2 separate regions of the Sus scrofa genome follow, and region 1 is linked to region 2. A link is a contact called in public Hi-C data. All regions are on one chromosome and are shown on one strand. Each heading gives the region's core, a stretch centred on a gene start, on an enhancer-like site or on the middle of the called end of the contact. The rest is flanking DNA. Distances are from core to core; before and after follow the strand shown.

Evidence for each region. Hi-C and Micro-C count contacts between places; a contact is called where the count stands out from the background.
Region 1: a Hi-C map of liver shows a contact between it and region 2, with 1.6 times the contacts expected there. The contact joins the promoter of FOXJ3 here to the promoter of PPCS in region 2. A contact is called at or near these places in 2 of 5 promoter capture datasets (fetal liver and liver), 9 of 47 Hi-C or Micro-C datasets (embryonic fibroblasts, fetal heart ventricle, fetal skeletal muscle and 3 more) and 1 of 2 datasets of contacts at active chromatin or transcription factors (alveolar macrophages).

The regions. Positions count from the first base shown.
Region 1 is chr6:168,992,366-168,996,523 of Sscrofa11.1, forward strand. FOXJ3 (forkhead box protein J3) reads left to right here and starts at 2,067. Exons shown (of 13, transcript XM_021096929.1): 1 at 2,067-2,273.
Region 2 is chr6:168,874,057-168,878,425 of Sscrofa11.1, forward strand. It overlaps PPCS (phosphopantothenate--cysteine ligase), which reads right to left and starts at 2,775. Exons shown (of 9, transcript XM_003128101.5): 1 at 2,174-2,775; 2 at 1,896-1,999. The coding sequence starts at 2,681. It overlaps ZMYND12 (zinc finger MYND domain-containing protein 12), which reads left to right and starts at 3,191. Exons shown (of 8, transcript XM_003128102.4): 1 at 3,191-3,329. The coding sequence starts at 3,220.

The DNA of each region.
Region 1 (4,158 bases), core at 817-3,316, 120 kb after region 2:
TTCACTAAATCGCCTGTGCTACCCCTGTGACTTTGCTTTGCATGTCTACATATTTCTTTTATTAAGTCCTCCCTCTTTTCTTGTAAATGTCTTCCCTGCTTCCTCTTCTTTGCCCCCGTGCAGGCCTAAGGCCATTTGCCTAGATTCATGCATGAGTTTACTTGACAAAAGAGATGAGGTGTAACGAAACAGAAAAACAGGACATCTCAGCCGAGGTAGAGCTGGAAAGGGAGCTGGACTGGGAAAACACTGGGTTTGAGTCCTGGCTCAAGCTTTGACCTCTTCTCAACCTCAATTTCAGCAGCTATATAGATGAACACAGGCGAAGTTCCTGCCGTAGCACAGTGTGATCAAAGGCATCTCTGGAGCACCAGGACACAGGTCCGCGCCCCAGCCTGGTGCAGTGGGTTGGGGGATCTGGCATTGCTGCATCTTCAGCTCAGATCTGATCCCTGGCCTGGGAACTTCATGTGCCTAGGGACGGCCCCCCCAAAAAAAAAAATTCAAAAAAAATTTTTCAAAAAGGAACATAGGAGTCCTGTTTTAGGAACCTGACATGTGACAGCACCGGGCATGTGGTCTCCACTAGTTGGGGCATCCATCAGGTCAGAACCTTGGCTTATTCTCCACTGAAGCCCCAGCATTTAACATGTACTTCAAAGGAAGTAAACAAACATTTTATTGATAAAGAAATGGTTGATGTTAAAAAAAAAAAAAAGGTCCTGCCCCCTCTGCTCCCTCCTCCAGTTTTCCTCATACCTCTTACCTTGGTCTTTTTTTTCCCGGAAGGCACTAAACGCTTCCCATCATACCAGATTAGTTTCCTGTGACATTTATCATCTTTCTTTCCATACTTAGATGGCAGCTCCAATAAGAAGGATATTCCCTCCCACCAATGCCCCGCTTCTATTCACCGATCCAACCCAAACACTAAAATAGTGTCTGACAACCTCAGTAGTGATTGGCAAACCTTTGTTGGATGAATGAGTGAATGAATCTCTTAATTTCAGAGTCTTGCTGGAGTCCTACGTACCATGAGAACATAGGAGTGCTCTGAACCCCCGGTGCCTACAAATGCTTGGCAAATGGCAGGTGTTCAATGTTTGCTGAAGCAATTGGGTACTCGGCTCTTTCCCAGAGGTCTTTATCTGATCCCTATGGGACTACGTCAGAGGACCTTCCCGGAGTCAATTCAGTCGGGCCTCCCTTTTCCATCTCATTCAATCAACCTAGTATTCATCTAACAGATTATCTGAGTTTCCAAGTATTGAGCACCTACTGTGAGTTCAAAAGCATGCTTGGTGCTCTGAATGTAACTAAATGTGAAATTACAGGGCAGATTTGCAGTGCTGATACTTTAGAGAAAGAATTAGTAAAGATGGACGTAGAAATAAATTCCAAAGTTCACAAGCCGCCCAACTACCCTGCTAAAGACGCCACCTTTTGATAGCAAGGACCATAACCTGGGCAGCTGCCTGAGAATCAGAAAGGCCTTTGGAGTTCCAACTGCCTTGTTTTAAGGAGAAGGAAACCAAGCCTAGGCACGGGAGAGGCCTCGGCAGAGATGGGTCTAGAACCGGGACTTGGGACGTTCTAGAAGGAGAGGTGGCCTGAAGGTCTAAGATGCCTCTGTGGGGGCGCGCAGAGTCCGCTGGGCGCCGAGCTGGACTAGGGGGCCGGGCTCTCGGCGAGGCGAAGGGGCCTGTCGCTACGGCGCGGTAGAGGGGCTTTGCGGGGAGGTCAAGGCGCCGTCCTTCCGGGCCCGGGGCCCCAGGACTCCGTGGACAGGGTCCGAGGCGGAGGTCCCTGCCGTCCTCCACTTCGGAGCTGCCCCCGCCGCCCTCACTCCCGGGTCGCCACGCTGGGGCGCACAGCTCAAGCCACCCGGAGCTGCCGGCCGCCGGATGACACGGGCTGCGCGGAGGCGGGGCCCCAACCGCGCTGGGCACTACTTGTCCCAGCGGAGGGATCCCGCGCGCGCCGCCGTAGCCTTGACCGTGAAGGGCCGTGACGCCGTCGACGCCGCGCCGGTGGCGCAGCGACGTCGCGGGAGGCGGGGGCGGCGGCGGGGGCGGGAGGGGGAGCGGGTCGGGAAGTAGTTCCGGGTGCGCGGCCCCGGATGTTGGCTGCTCCCGCTGCCGCCGCCGCCGCTCTCGGCGCTGCTCCGGGCCTCGGCCGCTCGCTCCAGGGGCCGCTGGGACCTTCCCCGGGCGTGGGAGACGCACGCAGCGGCCGGGGGCTCGGCCGGGCCGTCCCGGCCTGCGCAGCCTGAGGTGAGCGCCGGTCGTCGGGGCGGCCGGGCCGGGGCGGCGGGTGAGGAGGCGGGGCCGGGGCATCTCCCGGGACGGAGGCAGGGGCTGCCCTCCGCGGGACGCCCTCCGGCTTCTCCGAGCAGCGGCCGCGCCGCGGGGCGGGCGGCGGGCGGGGCGGGGGGCCCGGGCCCGGGCCGAGGCCTGGCGGGCGGCGAGGGCTGGGTGCCTCCCTCCCCCGCGGCGCTTCTCAGCTGCTGCTGCCCCTCAGCCGAGCGGCGGCCGCGCCGCGCCTCCCGCCCCTCCCCCAGGCGGGGCCCGGGGGCGCCAGACGGGGCTCCCGGGGCGTCGCGCCCGCGGGCAGTGGCCGGCTTCTCTCCGTGACCTGCCCGTGGCCTGAGCTGGTCGCTGCCCCCGGCGCGATGCAGCTTCTTTCCTTCAGGCTTCGGGGTGGCTCTCGGGCGGCGAGGCGGCCAGCACCTTGCGTGTCTGGGGTGCCCTTCGGGGTGAGGAGGCCCGTGCGGGGGGCCTGCGTTCCCACCCATCCTGTCGCCGTGTCCTTTGCCGGCACTGGGGCAGAGGCAGCCGTTCCGTGCGGACGTGTTGCTGTCCTGTGTGTGTTGCATCCTGCCCACGTGGTAGGGTGTCTCCCCCTCCCCCCTCCATTTTTGCAGCTGGCGAGGAGGGAGGTGAAAGTGGGGTGGTTTTTCCTCTGCGAGTTCCTTGGCGCGGCGTGGAAGGTGCTAGGGTCAGGGTGCTTTGCTGCGGCGGACTCTTGGTCGGCTGGAACCAGCAAGACTTGTCCTCTGAAACGGGGGCTGGTAGGGTCTTGGTTTCATGGACGTCTTTTCTCCTCTCGCTGCTCCTGGTCTTTTTCCTGCAGACCGAATAGCAAGCTCTAGCTGCTGATGCACTGAGGTGTATAGTTTTCACTTCTCTATTCTACTGTGTGTGTGAGGTTGGCGAAGGTTTTTCTTTTCTGTGTGGCGCAGTCCACGTCTCTGTTGTTCCTAGTTGGATTCCTCTGTGCGCTGAGTTGGGCTGGCTGGGGGGCGGGGGTAGAGGTTGGTGGGCATCTTTAGTGTCTTCTCTTGACATTTACTTTATTTTCTCCTGTTGAGTTTGCCGGCGAAACAAACTGCGTGTCATAGATGTGTTACATGCATAGCGTTTTACTTGCACGGCAGCGCTAAATAGTTTCCCAGAGTCACTTATTTCGTGGGAGCTCGTTTATTGCACGTTCTCACTCTTTCTGTTGAGTAGGATCGCACTTTTTGGTCTTTGGAACGTGCTTTGAGTAGTTTACTTCCTAAATGTCTTTTCCAGGTGAGGGTGTCCATCTTCCTGTGTTTTGCTCTTTGGTGACCATAGATTGCTCCCTTCACAGGGAACCGGCCACAGGAGCAGTGAGAGAAGCCTGTTATTCTTCCTAGACCTTAGCAAATATTTATAGAAAAGCAGTAACTCCTCCCCGTTTTTCTGTCTGGGTGGCAGCTGGAGATGATTGAGGTTTTTTGTCTTTTAGATTTCTGTTTTCTTTTTGTTTTCTTGGAGTTAAGGTGAATCTCGGTCTTGGTTTGGTGCTGCTGAAGATACTGGGGATGTTCTCATGCTTTTATTAGGTATTTTTTGGGTGGGGTTGGGATGTATTTATTTTGGCTCTTTTTGGTTTGTTCGTTTGGGTGAAATGAAAATCTTAATATTTTGAAGTTTAGATTTCAAAGTGGCCAGCATTTCACTTTTTCTTTGTTTTTCATATGCGCATTCTCTTAGGGTATATTCATATATTTTTTCTTTTATCTGGTACAGTTGTTAGTATATTCTCCCTCAGTGTAAAATAGAAATATTTAAACACAGATTTTATCTGCCCTCACTATGCTAAGTATGGGTGGGGCAGTGGAAAGTGGAG
Region 2 (4,369 bases), core at 1,525-4,024:
AAAAAAAAAAAAGACAGAAAGGAGTTCCCATTGTGGCTCAGCATAAACGAATCTGACTAGCATCCATAAGGACTCAGGTTTGATCCCTGGCCTCGCTCAGTGGGTTAAGGATCCAGTGTTGCTGTGAGCTGTGGTGTAGGTCGCAGATGTGGCTCAGATCCTGCGTTGCTGTGGCTATGGCGTAGGCTGGCAGTTACAGCTCTGATTTGACCCCTAGCCTGGGAACCTCCACATACCACGGGTGCAGCCCTAAAAAAAATAAATAAATAAAAACAGGAGTTCCCATTGTGGCACAGTGGAAACGAATCTTGACTAGCATTCATTAGGATGCAGGTCCAATCCCTGGCATTGCTAAGCGGGTCAGGGATCTGGCATTGCTGTGAGCTGTGGTATAAGTCGCAGAAGTGGCTCGGATCTGGCGTTGCTGTGGCTGTGGCACAGGCCCTCAGCTGTAGCTCCGATTCAATCCCTAGCTTGGGAACTTCCATGTGCCGAAGGTGCGGCCCTAAAAAGCAAAAAAAAAAATCACTTTTAACATCTTAGCATTGAGGAAACAGAACTGATTTTATTTTGAGCCATCAAAAACTACTGTAGGGAGTTCCCTGGTGGCTCAGTGGGTTAAGGATCTAGTGTTGTCACTGCTGTGGCTCTGGTTACTGCTGTGGCAGGATTCAATTCCTGGCCCAGGAATATGTGTATGCTTCAAGGGCAGCCAAAAAACAAACAAACAAAAAACTACTATATCAGTCTCAATCCCTTCTAAGGGGAAGGTTAAGTTGTTTTGTGTACTTTCAAGATAGAAGTGAAAGTTACAGGATAAACCACAGCTCCCAGAACTTGAAAAGTGTGAAATCACTAAGCTAAGCACCAGGATTTCCCCTCTGAGTCAGCGAGTGTGAGAGTGATCATATGCTCAGACCCCACTTCATCTCCCTCCTTGGCATTTATCACGCCTAACGTGGTAGGCATTCGACTTGTCTCCCCTGTAGGGCATAAGCAAAACAAGGGCTTGGTATGCTTCTTTTCACTGCTTTGCCTGCAGGTCCTACAGTAGTGTCTGGCATATGGTAGGTACTCAGTACTGGCTGAAGAAAGGGACAAATAAACCATCTTAGGAAGTCAGCAGGTGCCCCCAGTTTTTCCTACTTATAGTCTACTAAGAATCCCCTTGGGTCCCAAGAAGGCAGAGCAAGTCAGCCTCTCAACCACACCACCACCTTCCCCACACCTCTTCCCGCAACTGCAACAATACCCACCATCTACGCTGCCCCCTCCACTCTCGCTCTCTCTGAGTCACCTTCCATACTGATGCCAGAATGTTCTTCTCCAACAAAAACTTTATTCATCATTCTCCTACGTAGGTTCCCTTGGCTCCACAGGATTAAGTCCAACCTCCTCAAGAAGGAATACAAAACCTCCTATGAAGTAAGCTGTCTCTCCAGTCCTCCCTCCACCCCCACCACTCTCCTGACTCCGGAGCCTTCGGGAACAACTTTCTTTCACAATGCACTGCCCACCTCCAAACCCCAATTGTGTACTCTGTCTGGAATGATCTTCTCTACTTCATCGGGTCCCCCCTCTACGCACCTTTTAACACCCCGTTCAAGCCATCTCCTCCAGAAAGCCCTGACTTCCCCCAAGTTTCACTCACCCCATGCTGACTCCACTTGTACGTACCTCTACCAGAGCATTTATGACTCTGTACTGTAATTATGTCTGTGTCCAGCAACCTCACTAGACTGTGAGGTCCTTTAGGGAGGGCGGTGTCTTATTCATCTCTGTATCCCTAGTGCCTAGCACATATGGGATGCACAAAGGCCATCTCCAGATCAAAAGGAAATTAACCCGAGATTGGTTATAGGGAATGAGATCTCCGGAAGAGACGCGCCCATCACCTGCAGCGGGCCCCCAGACGACTGGATCTTGTGTTTAGGCATTTCAGAGGCAGGAACATAGAAATCGGACACGGCCGCAGCCAGGTAAAACATCGCAGAAGAGCCTGCAAAGAGAAGCACAGGGGGTAATAAATCGAAGAGGGGTATGAGGCCAGGTCCTTCTCAGCTCAGGCTCCCCCACGGTGAGAGCCCTGGGTAATGAGGGGGTCAGGGGATACGTGTCTAGGGGGGAAAAGGCTCTGCCGCTGGGCATTGGACAGACTCCTAAAGGCACGCACCTAGCGGATTGAGCGCCTGGGCTGCAGCCTGCAGCAGATGCAAATAGTCGGCCAAAGTGGTGAACTCTACGGCCAAGAAGGTGCCGGCAGCCTCAGCCTCCTGGTAGCTCCGCAGAGCCGCAGCGAAGCCCGGAAGCGACTTCTCCTCCGCCTCCAGACTCAGCAGGCCGGGAGGGGCTCGGCCAGAGGGTCGCAACGCCGACAGCCAGGTCTGGGGCGGGAAGCGGTGGGCAAAGGGGAAGGCAGAGCGAGCGCGGTACAGGAACAGGACGCCGTAGCCCGCGGCCAGAAAGGCCTCTGCGGAGGTGGCCCCGCGCCGCCCGCTGCTGAAGTTGTCCAGGAAGCGCACAGGCCGGGCTTCCAGGGGGACCTTGGTGCCACCGGACGTGACCAACACCACCCGCCGCCCCTGCGAGCCCAGCCCGGCGGCGAAGCGAGCCATAACCTCCGCCCAGCGCGTAGCACCGGCGGGCTGGGGGAACTCGGCCACCAGGTCCACGGCCGCCATCGGTCCCGGGCGGCCCCGCGCCTGCGCGAGCTCGGCGGCCCCGGCGCCACGCCCCCTGTCCCGGGACCTGGGCCGCGCGCAGCCGCAATGGCGTGGGGGCGGTGGCCACCGTGCGCTGCGCGCGCGCGCTGCGGCTCTGCGCGTCCGCAAGGGCGTGCAGGCTACGGCCCGCAGCCGGGGACCCCGACCCCAGGCCGCCGCGGGGTCTGGGCTGGGCCGGCAGCCGGCGCGGTCACTGCCCGCCGCGGTGCTGTCCTAGCCGGGGTGGGGAGCCGGCCGTCTGAGCCTTCCCGGGCGCCGTGCAGACGCTCCTGGCCTCGGGCCCCGCCAAATGCGACTGTCCGGCCCCTTCACCTCTGGCCTTGGGGAGAGGGGCAGCTGCTGGCTTTCTCCCCGACCCCGCGGGGCTCCGCGGGCCACGCCCCTCTGCTCGGCCCTGCAACGCGCCGGCGGCGGCGTGTCGCTCACGTGACACCTGCGTCCTGCGCGTCCTTGCCGGGCAACCGGCCTAGAGAGCACGCCGGCCGTCTGCCGCGGCATGGATGTGATCTACCCCCTGGCGGTGCCCAAGGGTCGCAGGCTCTGCTGTGAGGTGTGCGAAGCCCCGGCCGAGCGGGTGTGCGGGGCCTGCACAGTCACATATTACTGGTAGGCCCTGAGACGGGGCCCGGGGCGCCTCCACCCTCCCTCTCCCCCGGTCGCCAGGGTGGGCCTGGGAGCCCCGCGTCCGCCAGGGAACCCTCGAGGCGGCTTGGAGACGGTCCCTAAGAGCTGAGGGCGCGCCCGCCGCCTCTCCCACTCCCTCCTTCGTCCCCAGATGTTTAGTTGAGCACCTGCTGTGCGCCGTGCGCTGCTCCCGGCGCCGACGTTACCGGGGGGATCGCGGGAGACCGCGCCCCTCCCAAATCTGAGGTTCTGACGAGGAAGAGGGCAAAGTCCATCAGCAATCAGAAAACAAGGCGATGTCAGAGTGAGAAATACCAGGAAGACGAAGGGAATGTGATGGGCCTCGTTTAGAGCAGACAGACTATGGAGCTGAAGATAAAGGAGAAAAGCCCGCGAAGGATCTGCTGGAGGAAGAGTGAGGGGCACAGTGAGGCTCGGAGGGAGGGAAGACTTCGCCGTGTTTGAGGAATAGAAAGCAAGCTAGTTTGCTGGTGCACAGCCAAGATGTGTGCTGTGCTGAGGGTAGTACGAGACGAGATCGGTTTTCATTTTTTCAGCAAAACATCTCCAGACCTTTACTTCAGATCGGACCCCGTGTGAGACCCAAGATAAAACAGCCAGGCTGCTGACGTCCCGAAATCTAGTCCAGAGCCTACTAATTTGTATTTAAAAAGTCACTGTAATACAACCCTACCTGCCGTTACTCAGGGAGTACTATTGCCTGGGACCTCTGAGGATGGAAGCGTGGTGACTGGGGTGGGGCAGTATCTAGAAAGGTTTCTCTGAAGGAGTAACACTTGCTGAGCCTTGAAAGGTCAGGGGGAAATTGCTAGGTGAACAAACAATGAAGAAGGAAGGGTAGCAGTTCCCGTCGTGGCTCGGTGGTTAACCAATCCGACTAGGAACCATGAGGTTGCAGGTTCGATCCCTGGCCTTGCTCAGTGGGTTAAGGACCTGGCGTTGCCATGAGCTGTGATGTAGGTTGCAGACGCGGCTCCGACCCCCGTTGCTGTGGCTCTGGC